4 separate regions of the Gossypium hirsutum genome follow, and regions 2, 3 and 4 are each linked to region 1. The links are chromatin contacts, called in public Hi-C maps. All regions are on one chromosome and are shown on one strand. Each heading gives the region's core, a stretch centred on a gene start, on an enhancer-like site or on the middle of the called end of the contact. The rest is flanking DNA. Distances are from core to core; before and after follow the strand shown. Region 1 holds the start of LOC107927789 (phytochrome A-associated F-box protein). Region 2 holds the start of LOC107928822. Region 3 holds the start of LOC107926503. Region 4 holds the start of LOC107926893 (U1 small nuclear ribonucleoprotein A).

What was found. A called contact is a pair of places that touch in the nucleus more often than the background predicts.
Region 2: a Hi-C map of leaf shows a contact between it and region 1, with 2.9 times the contacts expected there. The contact joins the promoter of LOC107928822 here to the promoter of LOC107927789 in region 1. A contact is called at or near these places in 6 of 34 Hi-C or Micro-C datasets (anther, callus and leaf).
Region 3: a Hi-C map of leaf shows a contact between it and region 1, with 1.6 times the contacts expected there. The contact joins the promoter of LOC107926503 here to the promoter of LOC107927789 in region 1. A contact is called at or near these places in 6 of 34 Hi-C or Micro-C datasets (callus and leaf).
Region 4: a contact with region 1 is called in a Hi-C map of leaf, with 4 times the contacts expected there. The contact joins the promoter of LOC107926893 here to the promoter of LOC107927789 in region 1. A contact is called at or near these places in 6 of 34 Hi-C or Micro-C datasets (hypocotyl and leaf).

What each region holds. Positions count from the first base shown.
Region 1 is chrA08:16,760,194-16,762,893 of Gossypium_hirsutum_v2.1, forward strand. LOC107927789 (phytochrome A-associated F-box protein) reads right to left here and starts at 1,353. Exons shown (of 2, transcript XM_041074767.1): 1 at 1-1,353. LOC107927694 (NADH dehydrogenase [ubiquinone] iron-sulfur protein 5-B) reads right to left here. Exons shown (of 2, transcript XM_016858832.2): 2 at 2,512-2,700.
Region 2 is chrA08:16,454,116-16,456,815 of Gossypium_hirsutum_v2.1, forward strand. It overlaps LOC107928822, which reads right to left and starts at 1,387. Exons shown (of 27, transcript XM_041074422.1): 1 at 1,070-1,387; 2 at 722-947; 3 at 481-617. The coding sequence starts at 1,150.
Region 3 is chrA08:17,178,982-17,181,756 of Gossypium_hirsutum_v2.1, forward strand. LOC107926503 reads right to left here and starts at 1,414. Exons shown (of 1, transcript XM_016857407.2): 1 at 463-1,414. The coding sequence starts at 1,095. The coding sequence ends at 619. It overlaps LOC107952908 (a long non-coding RNA gene), which reads left to right and starts at 1,711. Exons shown (of 2, transcript XR_001698985.2): 1 at 1,711-2,343; 2 at 2,533-2,775.
Region 4 is chrA08:17,071,666-17,074,365 of Gossypium_hirsutum_v2.1, forward strand. It overlaps LOC107926893 (U1 small nuclear ribonucleoprotein A), which reads right to left and starts at 1,317. Exons shown (of 5, transcript XM_016857870.2): 1 at 975-1,317; 2 at 714-886; 3 at 270-363. The coding sequence starts at 1,059.

The DNA.
Region 1 (2,700 bases), core at 103-2,602:
CCGCATTAATGGTCTCTCTTTTGTTAGAAATTAAATGCCCTTGTAGGTTTATTATATCCCCTTTCTGGCCTGGATTTTTGTTGGTCTAAGAGGAGTCTGTAGCTTGGGTTCTTAATTTTGACCCGTCAGTGTGGTGCGAGATTTGGTCCTTGTGCATAGGGCCATCTTTTCTTCCTGGACCCAACACGATAGGGCCTGGTTGGATATGTAAAGTACCACTTTCTATTTCCTCTTCATGGGCTTTGGAAGACCCATCGTCATCTAGGGTTTCCAACACCTGGAATCTTGAGTTCCTTTCTGCCCCGGCTGTGCTTCCTCCGTCAACCTTCCGTCCTACTTTGCCAGTTTTTCTTGCCTTTTTTTCAACAAGCATCCACGGCCGTAGCCACCGCGACTGGAGTTCTCGTCTTTATTTTCCCTCATGGTGAGACTCTGTTTCGGTTTATCTCCTGGACTGCCTTCTCCAAATCCTTCTAATCCCTTCTCTCATTTGGGCCATATTTCTTTTGTGTGTCCATAGTGCCCACACTGGAAACACACCATTAGGAGTTGTTCATACTCGATTCGTTGAGTAAAACCATTGATCATAACATGAGAAATCAAGGGTTTGTCTAGATTAACGAAAACCGCCATCCTCGCAAATCTTCCTCTTACACCGTTATCGGTGTTGAAATCAAGCTTTACGACTTTTCCGATCGTCGCCCCGATTTCTCGTAGAACTTGCCATTTATACATATGGCCAGGTAATCTAGGAAGTCAGATCCAAACTATGACTGTGCTTGGGTACGGTTGAATGGGGTTGAAGTCTATAGTCCATGGTTATACTGTTAAGTACTGACCAAAAATAACCCGAGGCCCTTGGCACAACGCCTTCTCAAAATCTTCTGAGTTTTTGAATTTTGCTAGAAAATACCCGTTTTCCACGTCCATTAGCCGGAATGGTTGAGAGGGTTTCCAAAGCGAATTTACCTTTGTTTTGCAGTGCATTATAACCTATATTTCTCCCCAATAGTTTAATTACTACTGTGAATTCCATGTGTTTAATGAGGATTTGGTTGATTCGATCAGAAAATTTAATCGAAGCAATGCCATCGATTGTTGAACGTTCCACGTCTTCTTCCAATAACTCAAAGTCCTCATCTTCGTCCAAACCTATTGCGATTGTTGTTTTCTCATTCGAGTAAAGCCCTCTGCCCATCAGTCGGTCTTTCCAAGAAAGAGATTTTCCAATTTCTTGTGTAGCTTCCATTGCGACATCCTGATTTTCCTCGATTTCTCGTATTCTAACTTTCTTTGTTGATCTACTCGCTGGTTTGCCTTCATCATTGCCATCGTGTTCCGTAAGGTCCATCGTTTTCTGTTATACAACTTTAAAAATAAAGAATATTTAAATCTAGTAGTCTGTTAACTAATTTCTAATTGATGATCAACTTATTAAAATTTAAGATTAATATACAAAAGTTAATTCTCCAAATCAGTTTTAAGATTATAACCGCCTATAAATCGGGATTAGGTTTACTTAAAAACCCTAAAATAAGGTATTATAATTTTAACGACCATTAAATTTAATTTCTTTACAAATAACACTTGAAGCCAATAATAAAATTAAAAAAAAAATAGATCCAAACTCAATCAAATAAAATTAAAAAAAAATTATTTATAAAAAATTTCAAAGATTATAACTTTCAAAATTTAATAAATAAAATTCTTTTATTTGATCCAAAATAAAAATTTTACATCTCTTTGTTTATCGCATGATATAATATAATTTAGGCATAATTATTATTATTTTTGGCCCTCTTAACTTTATATAAAAAGATCATTTTAGAATTTCATTTAATTTTTTTATCTTTTTAACTTTTAAATTTACATTTTTTGTCAAATCATCCAAAATGAATGAAAAATTTAGCTTCTGTTAACTTTGTTGACATAGCGACATACACGTGGATGACATGTCAATATTTAATTAATTTTTATAATTTTTTTTAATAATTAATGTAATTAAATTATATAAACTAATCAAACTGCTCAAACTAATTACTTGACCGATTCAACCACCGATTCAATTCTGAAAATTTTGTTTAAAACTGAGGAAAGTAACTTAAAATAAGCTCTCTTTTTTTCCTTAATCTTCCACTCACCTTATAAATAAGCAATCAATATAAAAAATGAATAATCATCATGAACTCATAGAAATATGATCTGTTTTTCTTTTTTTACCACGCTTGCTTCTAAGGAGGACATCCATGTCACACAAGGATATGTGCTCATAGTAAAAACAGGATAGGTTACCGTTCAATCAATTCAATTAAATAAATTATTATTAAAAATTCATAAAAGAAATTTTTTTTAAAAGAACTAATTCTGAAGCTGATTCAATCGATTCATACCGGTTTACAAATTAATCAGTTTAATCTCTCTCTCCAAATTAGTATCCCAATCAATTTCTGATCCAATCAGTTCTGATCCAATCAGTTTAATTCGATTTAAACAATAATGCTCCAGCTGAACTAAAATAAAATTCTCAGAATTTGAAAATTAAAGTCGCAAATATTGCTGTCACATCCAGGTCTAGTGATGAAAGATTAACCATTGCCTCTGTTGCACGGGCTCAAAACAACAGTCTCCATTCCAAGGAACAGGAAATATAGGAAAGATCCAACAAAAATACAACAATCTCCATGCATTATTTTTCTTGGA
Region 2 (2,700 bases), core at 137-2,636, 310 kb before region 1:
GAAGTATTAAAACCAATATAAAGAGGCTGATTGGTTTGTGGCTTGATGGAAGATCCTCCCTTAATGAAATTCAACAACAGAATACCTTCCCATGACTACTGAGGTTAGACCTCACTACAACAGAAAGCTGACTCTCTGAGGCAGCCTAAAAGTAATTTTCCTACCAAATTGACTCTCTTAAGTTAGGATTTAAATCATGATGAACTCCAAGATTCCACTCAATGATTGGAACCAAATCATCATTTTACCAGCAAATTATACAGTAATATTTCCTTGTTCCATAAAATTCAACTGCACAAAGTTTTAAAATCCGTTTTTGCCATAAATAGTTCATGGACAAAACACATTTTCTTCACTTCATTTATTGGCTAAAAGAACAAGGATTCCAATAGGCAGTTCTAACTGAACACGATTAAACAAAGGGACCAGGAACCAAAAACCAGCCCATAATTAAAAAGAATGTCATTTCAGAAAACATACTTGAGAATGCTGGGAAAGAAGCTTTCCCCACGGGAATTTAGAACCTAACTTAGCAGGCTTAATTGGCCTGTTCTTAGCCCGACCAGTAAGCCCTGCAGCAACCGTCTCCACTTTATCCGCATTTACAGCAGCTTCACCTAATTAACCAAAATAATCCCCCACATCAAAACCCAAAAAATAAAAATAAAAAATAAAAAATAGAACCTCACAAAACAAAATGGAAGATCAATTTGGATGGCACCTGAGGACCGCGGAGCCACCAAAGTACCGTTCTCCAGATCAGCAACGGCAGGCTTATCGATGGGAGACGCATCAACGGCCTTAGCCGCATCGGACACCCGTAGATCAGAGGATCGGAGCTCCATTACCCGTGAGTCCGACCCGGATTCCTTAGGTGGACCTAAGGTTTCGTTAACCGGTCCAGAAACCGCAGCTCCATTGTTGGACGACAAAGCCGGCTCAGATGCCTAAAGGGAAAGAAAAAAAAAAGAAAAAAAGAAAAGCCTATCAGTCTGGAATTCAAATCTAAAGAGAACGTATCAGGACAGACATGCAAAGTAAAAACCATAAGGAATAAGAAAGAAAAGACCTTGGATCGTTTAGAAGAAGTGGGAGGGGGAGAGGAAAGGGGGCGTTTGGAAGAGGAAGAGCTCCGTCGCGTCTCGACCATATCAATGTCAAACGATGGAGAAAAGGAAGGGTTTGGAGGAGGTTTTTCCTCTCTGGGTTTTCTCTAATTTGCAAAAATTAACCACCTTCTGGTTCGGGTCTTGCGTTGCCAAACAATAAAACAAATAGGAGAGAGAGAGAATCAGAAACAGAGAAGAGAAGAGAAGAGGGAATAAAAGGAAAAAAAAAACAGAAAGTGAAGAATTGCGCAAAGATCAGTTATTAAGTTTCCCTCTGCAATTTAACCTATTATTTATTTATCTTTTTTTTTATTAATGTCTCTCAACACTAATAACCTATTATTTATATAATTAAACTCATAATTCATACTTTTATAAAATAAAATTCATGTACTAATTAAATTGTTATAATGATTTTTTAAAGAAAAAACCTAAATATAATTTTTATCAATTAAAAAATATTTTTATAAAATAATAAATATTTATTATTATTATTAAAATTGTATAATAATAATGTTAAATATTAGAATTTTATGTTAGGACGTTATGAATATTTTTAAATAAAGGGGGACGTTATGATTTCTAATTTCTTAGGAAGATGTGAAGTGGGTTGTTTGGTTACGAGTGTATGGCAATGCTGGCTTGAAGTGGCCTCCCTAGCTGTCAGTGTTAAAAGTGTTCACATTTACATTTATTGCCTTTAAAAAAAAAAAACTAATTCATTCATTTCGTGGAATTTAAACACTTGACAGATATCGGTAAAAAAGGTTTGACAAATAAAGTTAGGAAAAATGTGTCATTTTTCATACTGTATTTGATTTTCTTTTAATTAAAGAAAATTAAGATGTGTCATGCGTTTAATTTACTTTTTATTTCACGCTATAGTTTCTAATCTCACTATCACTACTATTTTTATACTAATCGCAGATAAATGCACTGATCATCCAAATTCACTCTAAAGAAGAATAAAGTATAGAAATAGTCACTAAAGTATTACCTTTGTTTTATTTTGGTCACTAAAATACAAAAAATCAAATATTTTAGTTATTGAACGTTAATCGCAGTTTGAGAAGTGAGAGAAGTGTTGACGTGAGCTTTTTTTGTTGGTCTAATAATAAATTTAATATTCTAATATTTACATATTATATCAATTTGATCCTAAATATAAAAAAATTAATAAATTTAGCCCTAATATTTACAAAATTTGTTATTTTAGTTCAAATTCTAAAAAATTCAATAAATCTAACTCTCAGTATTTACAAAATAACAAATTTTAATTTTTAAAGAATTTTAAGTTAGCAATGTGCAGTTTTAACCCTTGTATTAAGATAGCTCACAAAACTTAGAATCCAATTGCTTCATGTTCTTCTGCAAATACTCAAGCATGGTTGTTGCAGTTGCTTTGGGGTCAAAGTAACACAAAGGGAAGGCAATTTACCCAAGCTTGTGCTCACTTTTGATCATGATAGGTAATACTCAAATCTTTAAATTTTGAATGAATGACACACTTTTTGCAAAATTTTCTTTTTTGGATCTTTTTCCAAATTTATTCAACTCCCTTGTTGGTTTAATTGGTGAACCAATTTTGTAT
Region 3 (2,775 bases), core at 164-2,663, 420 kb after region 1:
TACGCCGCCACTAATTGTGGACTTGTATTTGAGCTCCTAGGATAGGTCTAGGAGTCGATGGGCAAAGACTAAAGATGCCACAATCACTAGCATCCAAAGGAGACCATGGCCCATGAAGTTCGATTGTTCAACAACTTCTGTTATAAATTGTCGATGAATCCCGACTGTTGTTGGTGGAATTAAAAAGTTATAAACCAAAGACTAGGATATTCCTGTAGCTAAAAGATGTTCATGGCCCCTTGAGCTATAACTTGAGGAGAGAAACTATCAATTCTCAATGACTATATTTCCTAGAGCCCTTATCCCCTCAATTTGTTGGGTAAAACATGGGAAGATTTTTCCTCGGTGTAGAAGCACTTACTATTTTATTTGGACGAACCCGAGTAAGTTTAAAGATGCCAACCAATGAACGCACAGAGTAGAGTTAAAAAATAAAAGTGGAGAGAGAGACAAGTCACAGGATTGATGCCAATAATAATTTCTAGGATTTAAATCATAGAAAGCATTCATATTCCAACTGCCCAAGTTAAATACCCTAAAGATTTCCAGTAAACATACCCGAACAGTGCCTAAACAAGTACCAATTATAAATCATCTATTAGTTATATCACAACTTACCTAAATAGAAGATGCTAAAGCATTCAATCCATTGCAGTTGAATCCGCACCCACACTGAGGAGATTCATAAAAGTTGTCAATAGGGAAGTTAGCCGACGCAATCCCAACGGAGAACTCCATCTGGTCCCCATTATGTATCACTTCAACGATGTTAAGCCAGAAGAAGAGAATCTTAACGCTCACTCCCTTCAAATTTGTTATCCTGCCTGGGGAGATCACTCCTTTTATGGTGGATTCGTAACTGAGTTGGTATGAGTCAATGTCAAACTTGCAGGTTCCACTCAAATAAGCTGAAAACTCGCCCGTTTCCCTGTTCAATTCATACCCAACCACGCCATTGGGAAGGATGCCTACTGGGAAGTCGTACTGTTGAAGAGCTTGGTACGCGGATAGATTGTCGTCATCGGCTACAGCGAATGAAGAAGCCGGGAGGGAGATTAGGATGAGGAAGTGGAGGATTCTGCTTGGACAAGGCATGGAAAAAATCTTTGGTTTTCAGGATTCGATTGAGCGGAGATCTCTGTTGTAATGGGGATAAGGGAAATTTGGGAGTGAAAAGGTCAGATGTGGCTGCTGCTGAGTGCACCATAAATTGAGTCCGGTCGAGTCGCGAGGTGGGCGACAAAGACATTTTCTTTTGACTTAAATACCCATAAATTCCTTTTTTTTTTATAAAAAAATTTACATCAAGAAGTTGATTTTTGGAAAAATTATGAAAATAGGCCGATTTTACGAAGACAGGTCCAGCTGAAAATGCAGGAAAAACACTTCCAGTTAAACATATTTTCAGCGTATTGATAGAAAAAAACTACTAGCTAAAAGCGTTTTTTGTCATATCAGTACTAAAAATGATAGCACTAATATTTTTTTTCTTATTTCTTATTGCTACTGATTACTGTAGAAATAAAAGTTACAAAACAGATATTTATATAGACTCAAAATCTTATTTCCCATATTGTTTAGAAACAAGCTGCAAATGAATTATGAATCTATATATATTCATATATCATATTCTACATTGTTTAAAAAAATAAAGAAAAATAGACTTTATATATAAAAACTTGTTTGATAAGTTTTATTTCATATTAATAAATGACATTAGAAAATAAGAAAAAATATTAATGCTATCACTTTTTAAAATGATGAGGCAAAAAATATTTTGGGTAAATTATACCAATAGTCACCCAACTTTGGGGTAATTGACAAAACGGTCGCTTAGGTTTCATTTTAATCACTCAACTTTCGAAAAGTTACAAAACAGTTCTTTTTGCCATTTTCCGTCACAGACGTCACGGCAAAGTGACGTGGCAGGTGATGACGTCATTGCTGTAAAAAAATTGTCCAGTTGGCCGGTGACTCACTTTAACAGCCCTCTTAGCACCATTTTAGGGCTAGAGAAAAAGAAAAAGAAAAAGAAAGAGGAGGAGGAGAAAAAGAAGAAGAAGAAAAAGAAAAAAAAATTACTGGGTTCGGGAAATGGGTTAGACGATTGTAGAAAGGGACGACGCGAGCCATAAAGAGAATGGTTACCTGAAGTGAGACGATGAAAATGAGCATCCATAGAAATGAAAAAGGTTGAAGATGAAGAGAGGTGAAGGAGCTGTTTGTTTTTTTAGGAGAGTATATAGCGGTGCTGCTGGAGTTTGGAGGCATTAAGACAATACCAAGCTCACATTCGCAGCCTCAACGCCTACAATCGCCACAAGAAATTCTTGAACGATTATGGTAAAGTTTCCTTAATCGAGTTTCTTATTACAGTTATTGTTTTGTTTTTTTTTTTAGGTTAGAAAATATTTGCATTTCCTTAATCTATGTTACTCGTCAAAAATACTTGCTGTGCTACTTTATTGCTTAGTTAATTGGAAATGGACTTGAAAGGAATTATGCAAATAGTGAGTGTTGTATTTGTTATAGGGCTGCTCAGCCTGTTGAAGAGCATTCTCCATTACAAGTACGTAAAGCAGGCAAAAAGTTTGATGCAGAGTAGAGGCTTTGGTAATGGGAACACATGGTAAAAGATTAGCTAATATCTTAGAAACCCTATTTTATTAGGTATCTTTCTTGCATTACAATTCAGTCGACTGAGCTAATATCTAATTTTTTGGGCACATAGTAACAATGTTGCTGCTTTTGGTGTATAAGACGCTACTGTACAGA
Region 4 (2,700 bases), core at 67-2,566, 310 kb after region 1:
TTTTGACATTAAGGCAATTTATAATGCATCTAAATGGGCATGTCAAATTGATCAGCAACATCTCAATAGTAAGCCATGCAAAATTAGAAGGCAGGTCTAAAAAACTCAAGGCTATAAATCCAAGTAGAAGTAAAGAATCTATTATTAACAACATTTGTAGCAATACTAATTGCATGCACATACATAGACAATGGCATGCAACAACACCGATATTACTTGCTCAATTGTTAGCGTTTCTAACCAAAGGTGAAAGAAAAAGTGGAAAGTACCCTTTTCGTCATGCCTCTTTCGCTTCTCTCGGGGGACAAAAGAGCCATCTGCTTTTGCTATTATGTCAGATTTAGTCTTTGCATATTGTATTCTCTGCAAATAATTGCACGTTACATACATTATTCACAGTAGCAAAGGTTTTAATGCTTTATGGAAGCAGAGAACACAGTTAACATGAATCACCGGAATACAAAGAAAATCCACTTTGGTGTCCATAAATACTTCATATACTTCTGATTTTTTATTTTTTTTTTACTTTCGACATAGTAAAAGAAACCCAGTCATTTGATGCATTTTCCACTAACAACAAAAGGCTAACAAACCAATATAGTCAAATATAAAAGAAGAATCTGAACAAAGAAATCAATTGAAAACCCAGAAGAAACAAAATTGTCGAATATGCAGAGGTAGAAAAAATTCGAAAAAAAAAATACTGCGTATACCATTTCCTTGTCGTAAAAAGGAAAGCCCTGCATTCGCCCAAGAGCATTGGTAGCGGAGGTAACATCCTCGAAAATAACCCAAGCTTGACCTTTATGTTTCAGAGTTTTAAATGCTAACACATCCAATATCTTCCCAAATTGTGAAAAGACAGCGTGCAACGATTTCTTCAACTCTGCAAACATCATTCAAGGAAAAAAAAAGTAAGAAGAAAAAATCAATGTAAATCCATTTTAATTTGAATAAAGAATTGAAATAAGTACGGTCGATTTTGATCTTCTCGTTGAGATTGTTAATGTATAATGTCATATTGGGAGGAATTTCTTCATCCTGACTAATCTCCGCCATGTTTCCCCCTGGCTCAAGCTCTAACCACAATCAAGCAGCAATGAATGAGTGAGACGAGCAAAACGGAGGTTTAACTTGGGTTTTTTTTTTTTAGGGTCAAACTGCCCTAATCGGTTGCAGAAGAGTTGACAGGGAAGATCCGGAAAGGTTGAGATAAGATTGGGCTGAGATGGATCACTTTTCCTCGATTAGGGCCAATGGCCATGCTCTTTGGGTATTTGGGCAGGGTTCGCTTTGACAGTAACCATTAAAATGATAGATACGAGAATCATCTACTAATCTCTAAGATTAAGATACCAACATAATAAGCATGTCCAAGTCTCATCCCAAATTAGGATCCACAAATCTCTGTAGGAATAAGTCTGGAAAGTCAATTTTTTGAGTAATTTCATAGATTTTACATCAATTCATTATCAAATCAAAAGCTTTATTTTTTCCTTTCAAGCTAAATGATTTTTTATTCTAATATTTAATTATTTTTTAAAAAAAGTATGCTATTATTTGCAATGATTCGTTAAAAATAACGTTTTTGGGTATAATTAAAATGCATTAATTTATTGATTCAAATATCACGATGAAAAATTTTCAAATGATAATTAAAATATTTTAAATAAATGTCACGTATAATATAATTTTATTATATGTAATTAATGTAAAGTAATATTTTTTTTCAAATTAGTAACTAATTAACTTTGATGTTTTAACAAGTAATTATTCTATTTGATATCAATAAAATATAAATTTAGAAATAAGATAAAAGGTGAGAAGTTTCGTAATCAAACTCGTGTTTATATATGTAAGTTTGTTGGCCCTAAAATCTTGATTGTTGGGGATACTTCTAGGCAAGATTACCAAATATTGATAGGTGGTTGTTAGGTCAAGTGTTCTCTGATTAGCTGCTAAATAAGTTGAATGCCTTGGTCTAATAAATATTGGATCATGCTTAACTTATAATATGATATAACAATGTGAAAAATAATTAATTTGATATATTAATACTACAAAACAAAATTAAATATGGTAAAAGGATTATAGAGGTAGTGGATATCAATAAAAATAAAGATAAATTTGGATATTCATGTAAGAATAGTGGACTAAAGTGGATAAGACAATTATCAATACGTCATTCAATTGCAATCTCTATTCAAGTGTTTTGAGATTTTGATAAAAATGGATTAAATTTGGGTAAGGCAAAGTGGAGTAGCTGGCAACACTATGATTTTTTTTTATTGAGTTGGTGTTATTCATTAATAAAATTTAATTTAGTTAGAGAATTATTTAAAAAAATTATCTTATTTCCAAAGTAAATTATATGATTGTGAGAGTATTTTTGTCTTTTTATATAAATCAATAAAAAATTATCCATAATGATATTTGAACTATGGACACTATACATATAAAACTTTTTCATTTACCATTTGAACTGAGATAATTTTTAATTTTTATTTGAAACTTTAATAAGTGTGTTTAGTACCAATAAAGGCTTATTTCCTAAATTATTTACAGAAATGGGCCATTTTTAAAAATAATAACGGGTATGGATCGAAAACTACAAAAATACGTTGACATGGACGCATTTTTAGGAGATAACCCAGAAAAACGCTTCCACATCAGCGCTTTTTTCCTTGTGTCAAGCACAAG